Regions from separate parts of the Mus musculus genome. Here region 2 is linked to region 1. The links are chromatin contacts, called in public promoter capture Hi-C maps. All regions are on one chromosome and are shown on one strand. The core of a region is the stretch at or near the end of the contact, and the rest is flanking DNA. Distances in the headings are between cores, read along the strand shown.

The links. Promoter capture Hi-C pulls out the DNA fragments that hold promoters and counts their contacts.
Region 2: a contact with region 1 is called in a promoter capture Hi-C map of embryonic stem cells, with 6 times the contacts expected there. A contact is called at or near these places in 4 of 39 promoter capture datasets (the C10 cell line, embryonic stem cells and hippocampal neurons) and 1 of 9 other capture datasets (embryonic stem cells).

The regions. Positions count from the first base shown.
Region 1 is chr19:12,594,165-12,598,518 of GRCm38.p6, forward strand. A330040F15Rik (RIKEN cDNA A330040F15 gene) reads right to left here and starts at 2,402. Exons shown (of 2, transcript NR_015503.1): 1 at 1,774-2,402.
Region 2 is chr19:13,766,496-13,770,849 of GRCm38.p6, forward strand. It overlaps Olfr1495 (olfactory receptor 1495), which reads left to right and starts at 1,849. Exons shown (of 1, transcript NM_146344.1): 1 at 1,849-2,808. The coding sequence starts at 1,849. The coding sequence ends at 2,808.

The sequences.
Region 1 (4,354 bases), core at 1,152-3,651:
CCCCAAAGTCCCAACAGAAAGAAAAGGCAAGGAGGGAGGGAGGGAGGGAGGGAGGGAGGGAGGGAGGGAGGGAGGGAGGGAGGGAGGGATCATTTTCCACATAATAATTAATTTAAATTGTACCACATATCTAGGTATAAATTGTAAAATCATAAGCCTTATAAGGAAAAGCAGAAAAGTCATCAAATCTAAAAGACCGTCAAGCAATTCTTACACTAAATACAGAAAGTGGAAGCCAGAAAGTTGTAAAAAACAAAAACCCTGTTAAGGATGAAAAGAGCCTCCAGCTTGATAGAAGATATTTTCAAGTCAAGTATCCAAAAGTTTTCATTGAGGATATTTTTAATGTTCTCACTTCATTTTAAAAGTAGCCAAACACATGAACAAACATTTCACAAAGAAGATGCAGAAATCAAGAAGTCACATAGGGAAACACTAAATAAGCATCACTATTATTAACACACGGCATGTTCACACACATTAAAAGCTCAAGAAATATCATGACACCCCTAATAGAAACGCTAAAAAAAGTATACTGATAATAGGATTCACAAAATGGCCCAGTGGCTAAAAGAGCTTACCACACACCAAATAACCCAAGTTCAATGCCCAGGACCCACATAATGATAAAAAAGAACTGACTCTACAAAGTTGTCCTTCCCTCTCCACATACACACTATAGTTTGTGCCTCCTCACAATGATGCTGATGAGGACGACAACGACGACGACGATGGTGATGGTGATGGATATGAGGAGACTAGATGTTGAGTACATTGCTTGGTCAAAGGGAGAAACGGCACAACCACACTAGAAGACTGGCTCCAAATCAATGGCTGGGGAGCTCCTAGATCCTAGAGTAGAAGATGCCACTGCTAATTCCTAAACAGTCTTGTGTCAAAATTCCTTCTCAATATTTATGTTTATGTCCATAGGCCTAGGCAGAAGCTTTCTTTAAAATATGGGTATTATTCAACACAGAGACTCATACTTACTTGTTCAAAGTGTTGAGAATAATACAGAGTTCTCAGCCCTAAATGGGACGTCTGTATTAACCCCTTATCAAGTTCTGGACAGTAACCAAGAGCCGTGGAATAGCCTGTAATGCTTTGAGGGGTTGTGTGGGGCAGCTTTAAAAGGTAACCCACACCTGGCCCCACACCTGGCACTAGGCTTTTTATTTGATAGTCATTAGTGTCTGGGGGTAGTTCTAATTAAACCCATTTTATGTATGTACATATACAACATCCAATGGGTACAGAGTATAAGAGTCTATTTCTTTGTTTCATATTGACTTTCAAAAGGCAGTACAATATTTCAGCCTGCTCTGATTTCTACATAGACAGCATAAAGTTTATACCATAAACGCATGCATCCCTTGGCACTGACTTTCAGTGGTCACAACTGTGACGTTTGACCAGCAGAGAGCATGAAAGCTCTAAGATGCTGGTGCAAACTGACAGAGGGCGTGGCTTCTGCATATCTGACACACCTCCAGGATTCAGGCCTGGATGAGGTAATAGCAGGCCAGAAGAAGAAGGCGTGGGGCTGAGCGTGCGTGTGTTCGTCAGTGTGTGTATGTCAGTGCGAGCAAAAGCCCTGGTGAGACTCAAGTGTAGGAGCTCTGGCCGCGGATACAGCCAGCGCTGAGCTGAAAACAGACAGGAAGTTAGTGGCTGCAAACCTCAGTCCCCGCGTTGGCCCCTGGGACCGGGATGGCAAGCGAGCTTTTGGACACCCGGGGACCCGGGAAGTATCCGCGGGCGTGAGCTCACCTTGGCGTTCTTCCGGGGAGGGGAGACACCTGGAAGCCTCTGAGCGGAGCCCCAGGGAGGGAGCTGTGCCACCGCCGTTGCCTGGCTCCCAGCGGAGAGAGGACGGAGGGCGTGACCATGCAACTCCAGCGAGGCTCAACTGGTGCGAGGCGGGTGCTGCGTCGCGCTTGGGCCGTGCGCCCTGGGTGGCTTTGCAAGGCGGGCGGCGAATGTGCAGGGTCAGGTTTTTTGCATGAAGCCGCTGGACCCCTCGGAGCAGCGGCAGCGACAGGGGCGGTGGAGCACAGTTGGAGGCGGGCAGCTACGGGTCCGCGTCCCGGTGCCTAAGCGACTGCAGACTCCCCCATGAACCACAGCTGAGGCTTCCCGGGAGGCGGTGGCGCCCGAGGCCGGGTGTGCAAGGACGGGGAAGGGAGCATCTCAGGGCACTTCATGCTCCAGACCTCAGCCTTGGACCCTAGTGGTGTAGGAATGGCTGACCGATCATGGCGGCTGGTGTCCCTACAGCCCTGCTGTGAAACACCACTTCAAGGCGGTGCTGCGCTGGTCCACGCGCGGGGCCAGCGTGGTGTTGGGCTAGGTGGAGAGACAGATTGCCCCCTACATCATCGACCTGCAGTCCATGAACCAGTTCCGCCAAGACACGGGTGAGCCATCCAAATCCCTGGTCTGTCCACTGACTCACCCAGTGACTAGCTTTGCTTACTGATGTCCTCACGTGATAGGTGTTGAGGGCAGGTGTTTCCCTTCCTTAGATCCTCACAGGATTCCAAGACCACCTTCAAGTATTTGTCCTGGCAAGTAGTTTAAATTGTCTTGATTATACAAACCCAGCTTCGGCCTAGCTGCAGGAGACCCCTTTATGCCCCCATCGCCACCCCCAGCCCCTACTGGCCCTTAGTGCAGGAATTCTAGGACTTTGCAGTTCCCAAGGAATGCGGGGTCTTCAGCAAGATACTGCTGGAGCCCTTTTACTGCTCACACCTCAGCTGACTTTGCTTTGCCTCAAGCACCTTTGGGGCTGCCGTACACCTCCCCCTCCCTTCAACCTGGCTGAATCTGGCCCTCTTCTATGGACCCCCCCTTCCCACTGACAACTCCTGGATGTAAGATTTGGGAAGCCGTAGGGTTCCTCAGTGTCTAGTTACAGTCTAGTGTGTGAAAAGTGCTGGAAAATTACTGGGAAGAGAGATTGGAGCCAGGGATTCCAGAGCTGGAGCATCTGGATGTGGTGGAGAGAAGAACCGGAGGACTGGGCTCCGGAATGCCTGGCAGAGAGGCTCCTCCCTTTGTCCACAGAGGACAGGACAGAGTGAACATTCTGCAACATTCTCCAACAGCCTGCAGAGTGGAGAATGTCTTTGCCAGCTATGCCTCAGACAGGGGCTGGGCGTCTAGAATATATAAAGAACTGCAGTAATTAAACTTCAAAATAGCTAGTCAATAAATCAGCCAATGAATGGAAGATACCGTTCGCAAAAGTAGGACCACATATGGACACCAGAGATTAAAAAGGCGTTCAGCATTCTTAGTTACCAGCTGAGTGAAAATTGAAGCTACGTTTTGGATTCCATCTTCCCCTAGTGACAATTACTAAGATAAAGAAAAGAGACAGCAGTGCTGTTGAGGTAATGTAACCTAGTACAGCCATTATATAAATTAGTATACATTTCTAAAAATTAAAAAAACAGAACTTCCCTATGATCCAGATATACTTCTGAGTGTGTGAGTGTGTGTATGTGTGTGTGTGTGAGTGTGTGTGTGTGTGTGTGTGTGTATTCTACCACAGAGATACCTGCACATCCACATTTATTGGTTTTCTATTCAAAATAGCAAAGAAATGGAACCAGCCCAAATGGAGCCAACAGATGAATGGATAAGGAAAACGTGGCACATATATAAATGGTATTTATTCAGCTGTAAAGAAAAATGAAATCACATAACTTACAGAAAAATGAATGAATATGGGAATTAGAAAAAAAAACCCTCCAGATTTAGACAGACAGCACATCTCTCACATGTGGAGCCTAGCCTATAAAGTCTGTCTGTCTGTCTGTCTGTCTGTCTGTCTGTCGTATGTAAGTTGGGGTGAATTCCTTGACTGTAGGCTCTGGAATCAGAAAAGAGTGCACAAAGAGGGAAAGAAAGTGTTGCAGAAGTAGAGGAAGGGCACAGGGAGGTGAATGTGGAGATGGAGGATGTGTGTAAGGTACAGTGGGGAGGGGGTGAGGGTATGGGGGGTGAGAAAGGTGAGGTGATTCAACAAAATAAATTTTGTCTGAAACTGGCACAATAAAACCTAATTCTGTGTGTTAATTATTAATGAAAAATAAACTATTTACAAAATAAAACTATGAAGACTGAGAAGTATGTACAAAGATGCCTCTTATGTTGTTCTTTTAAAATAACAGTAAGATTTTGGGGTGTCCTAAATTTCCAAAACAGAAAAATAGTTAAATAAATCACAAATTTCTGTGTCATAATTCTGATCATTATGTAAACACTAAAGCTAACTCTAAAAATAATTTTCCTTTCCCTTCCTCCTCTTCTTCTCTTCCATCTCATCTCCACACTCCCTTTG
Region 2 (4,354 bases), core at 599-3,098, 1.2 Mb after region 1:
CTAGATACCTCAGTTGTAGAAGACAGGTAGGATTACATGTTTCTTATACTCCTTAGGCATTCAATTTTATGTGTATTTTGGTAAGTGAGTACACATAAGACCTTACTTAGAGAATACTTAGAGAATTCTGTGGTTTCCTGATTCTCTCATGTTTAGAAGAACACTTATATACAGTGTTTTTTATATACAGTGTTTCTGGATTGGTATTATCAATCTGCAACAAAGGAGTAGTTATAAAATCAATGACTTTCTCATCATTAATCCATCATGCCAGTTCAAGAGGACATTAATAGTTTAATTGTTATGCTGTCTACTATCTATTGATTAGCTAAATTCATCTCAAGTTCTTTAGTGTTGCATGTTGGATATGATAAGCATATATAAATAGATAGCCATTAGGCAAAGAAAAGCCACAATCTATGTGAGTTTTAAGTGATTATTTTATAATATATGGAAGAAGCCATTGAATATTGTCTGGCTTTAAAGGAAATTTAAAGGTCCTGAAATTTTACAACCTAATTCAGTGTATCTTAAATAAAATTTATTTGAGATTGCATATGAGAGTCAAAACACTGGACATTCTTGACTTTACATGTACCACTAGTGTAAATGGTAGTTAAACTAGTAAAGTCCAGAGCTGAGTATTTCACACATTCTCTTTCAAATGAAGTTAACTGAACACGCAGAAATCATCATATACAAAGGGTTAATGTGGTCTCTGAGAATAGATACGGAGAAAACTATAAAATATTGGAAGTAATAGATGTAGTCTGTGAGTTTGTATGCATTACTAGATAACAAAAATTTGAAAAGTTGAATGTCTTAAACCTATCAAGCCATGAAATTTTGGGTCACTTAATGGAATCCATCCAGGGAGTTTTTAAATAATTTATTTCTACCAGACACCACATTCTCCTCCAGTTGAGTACATCTTAAATCCAAGTATAATGTGGCTGGTTACTCCTATAGCATTAGGGTCACTATTGCACTAGTAAGCAGATCATGCCAGACCACTGGTTATTATTGTAGCTCATAGGGTCCACAGCAGGGAAGACTTAATTACATTTTGCCCTAATAGCTCAACAGGCACCTGCAAGAACTATTATTGGTGCAAAGCATATTATTTTTAATTACAACTTCTCTACTGTGAGTCACACATTCTGATTAGTCATTCAGCAACTCAGAACCTTTGTTTTGGATTTGTTTCAATTCCATTTAGACAGGAACAATAAATTACATGCCTTATAATTGCATTCATAAATTGAAGCACAGTTAAGCTAATTTGATAAAGGTCAAGAGTAGTTACTCATGAAAAATAAAGACAGGAAAATATAAAGGATATTTTTAAGTTATTGAAATCGTTTCATTTCTTAATGTTGACAATTTTTATACTGGAATATTCATTGTCCATCTCAAAAATTACTTACTTGGATTTTTTAGAAATTTTCCGTGTATATGTTGTATTCTAATAGCAACGCTTAGCCAAAAAGTTGGCCAGAGTTTTCACTGACTTAATTTTCAAATATCTACAGTTATACCTATTTAATTAAATACAATAAAATACAAGCAAAGTATTAGCTCATGTCAATGGAATTTAAATGACCACATGATAGGTTGTATCAAAAGGAAAACTGATTGTCATAGCTTGCAATGAGAATTTCTAGGCCACTGCCCAATTAATGAAGGCGTCCAGAGAAAACCATGCGAGGCTTTTATTATGAATGTATTTTCACCATTGTACTTGAAAACAGAATACTAAATAGGCAATCCCTAATCAAAACTCAGAATTGGCCTCTCTACCCTTCATATAAGCCATCAATCATTGGCTTTTTTTTTTTTTCAGAAGACATGGTGGATAGAAACCCTTTCTTCAACAAATCTGGTCCACCAGAGTTCGTGTTCCGTGTCTTAACCAATGTTCCGGAATTTCAAGCAATCCTCTTCACCCTCTTCTTCCTTCTCTACTTGATGATCCTCTGTGGCAATACCACCATTATCTGGGTGGTGTGCAACCACAGCTCCCTGCACACTCCCATGTACTTCTTCCTGGGCAGTCTGTCATTTGTGGAAATCTGCTACATCACAGATGTGGTGCCCTTGATTCTTTCCAACATCTTTGGAGACCAAAAACCCATATCACTGGCTGGTTGTGGGACACAAATGTTCTTTTTCTCTGTCTTTGGCTGCACGGATTGTTTTCTCTTGACGGTCATGGCTTATGACAGATATGTGGCCATCTGTCACCCACTACACTACAACCTCATCATGACCCAGAAACTGTGTGTCCAGATGGTAATAGGCTCTTTGAGCTTGGCACTTCTTCTCTCCTTGGAGCTTACTGCCTTTACTTTCACATTGCCGTTCTGTAGACACCGCCTTGAAATCAACCACTTCCTCTGTGATGTGGCTCCTATTATGCGCCTGGCCTGTGCTGACATCCATGTGAACCAGGCAGTCCTCTATGTAGTTAGTATCCTAGTTCTGACAGTCCCATTCCTGCTCATTTTCATCTCTTATGTGTTCATTGCTTCTACCATTCTACGCATGCATTCTGCAGAGGGACGCCAGAGGGCATTCTCCACCTGTTCCTCCCATCTCACTGTGGTTTTGCTACAATATGGCTGTTGTAGCCTAGTGTACCTGAGACCCCGCTCCAGCACCTCAGAGGATGAGGATCGCCAAATTGCCCTGGTTTATATCTTTGGTACTCCATTACTAAACCCTCTGATTTACACCCTCAGGAATAAAGATATCAAAGATGCTTTGAGGAACTCTTTCTTCCATGTACCAGCTTCTGACACTAGTTGATATTTTGGGTGTGGAGTAGAGTATCTATGACAATCAGCTCTAAATGAAAAACAATTAAGAAAACTTATTTTCCTTTTAAGTTTGGCTCTTGGTTATTTTTTCTATGTCCACCATGTGTTCATCTGCCCTAATTTTTCAAAGTGCTGTGAATATAATTTAAGTTTAAATTTTCTATGTTCACCTATAGCAATTGCATCAGACACAAGTAATACATTTCTTGATGATACATCGATGTCTTTGTAAATACTGCCTGCTGAGGAGGTATTTTTCAGTAAGGAAAATTCATAAAGCTATATATTATTCTCTATATATTATTGTCTCTTAGACACCTTGGCATGCAGAAGCATAGTTTAGATAATTCATCAATTGTCTTCATTTTTCCATTTCAATAAATGCATTTCTTTCTTTCCACCATTTTTCATTTTCTTTCTTTTTATAATCTCAGAATAAGACATGAATTTCTGCAAGAGTAGCAAGTGCTATTAACCACTAAACCAACTCTCCAAAAATCAGAAGAAATTAGTTTTAAGTGTACATGCTAAGTAACTATATAAAAGTGAATTAGGACATTAAAATTTTTTATTTCTGTTGTTTCCTCCATTTTGTATATTTTTCCTGGTAATGGTTTTATTTACTTATCTATTTATCTTTAATGCAATGCATCCCAACCTCTGTTTTCCTTCTCTCCACTCCTTCCTGACACCACTCTTACCTTCCCCAGATCTAATCTTCCTCCTGTTCACCTCCAACTACATATGGAGCAAAGGGTGGCCTTATCTGGTATCAGTGGGAGGGGAGGCCCTTGGCTTTGTGGAGGCTGGATACCGCAGTGTAAGTGCATGCTAGAGTGGTGAGGGAGGAATAGGTTGGGTGGGGTGCCTTATAGAGGCAAAGAGAAAATTTAATTGGAATGAGGATTTTGCAGAGGAGAAACCAGGAAGTGGGACATTTGAGATGTAAATAAATAAAATAAACAGTTAAATAAATAAATAAATAAATAAATAAGAATTCATGTTGACTCTGTTTTCAAATTATACTTCATGACTCAGTACATGGTTATACCTTAGTTTATAAGAGGAGGCTTCATTTTTCTTTCTCAGTTACTTAAAATTAAAGCTTACATACTCTCAATAAAGCCTCACATGAACATAGAACATTGTTATAGAAAATACACATTTTTATATGCATATAAAAATTAATGAGGTACATTTGCAGACACCCAAAAGACTCACTGTGATCTTGGTCCGGGACCCGCCGAACTTAGGAAATTAGTCTGAACAGGTGAGAGGGTGCGCCAGAGAACCTGACAGCTTCTGGAACAGGCGGAAGCACAGAGGCGCTGAGGCAGCACCCTGTGTGGGCCGGGGACAGCCGGCCACCTTCCGGACCAGAGGACAGGTGCCCACCCGGCTGGGGAGGCGGCCTAAGCCACAGCAGCAGCGGTCGCCATCTTGGTCCGAGACCCACCGAACTTAGGAAATTAGTCTGAACAGGTGAGAGGGTGCGCCAGAGAACCTGACAGCTTCTGGAACAGGCAGAAGCACAG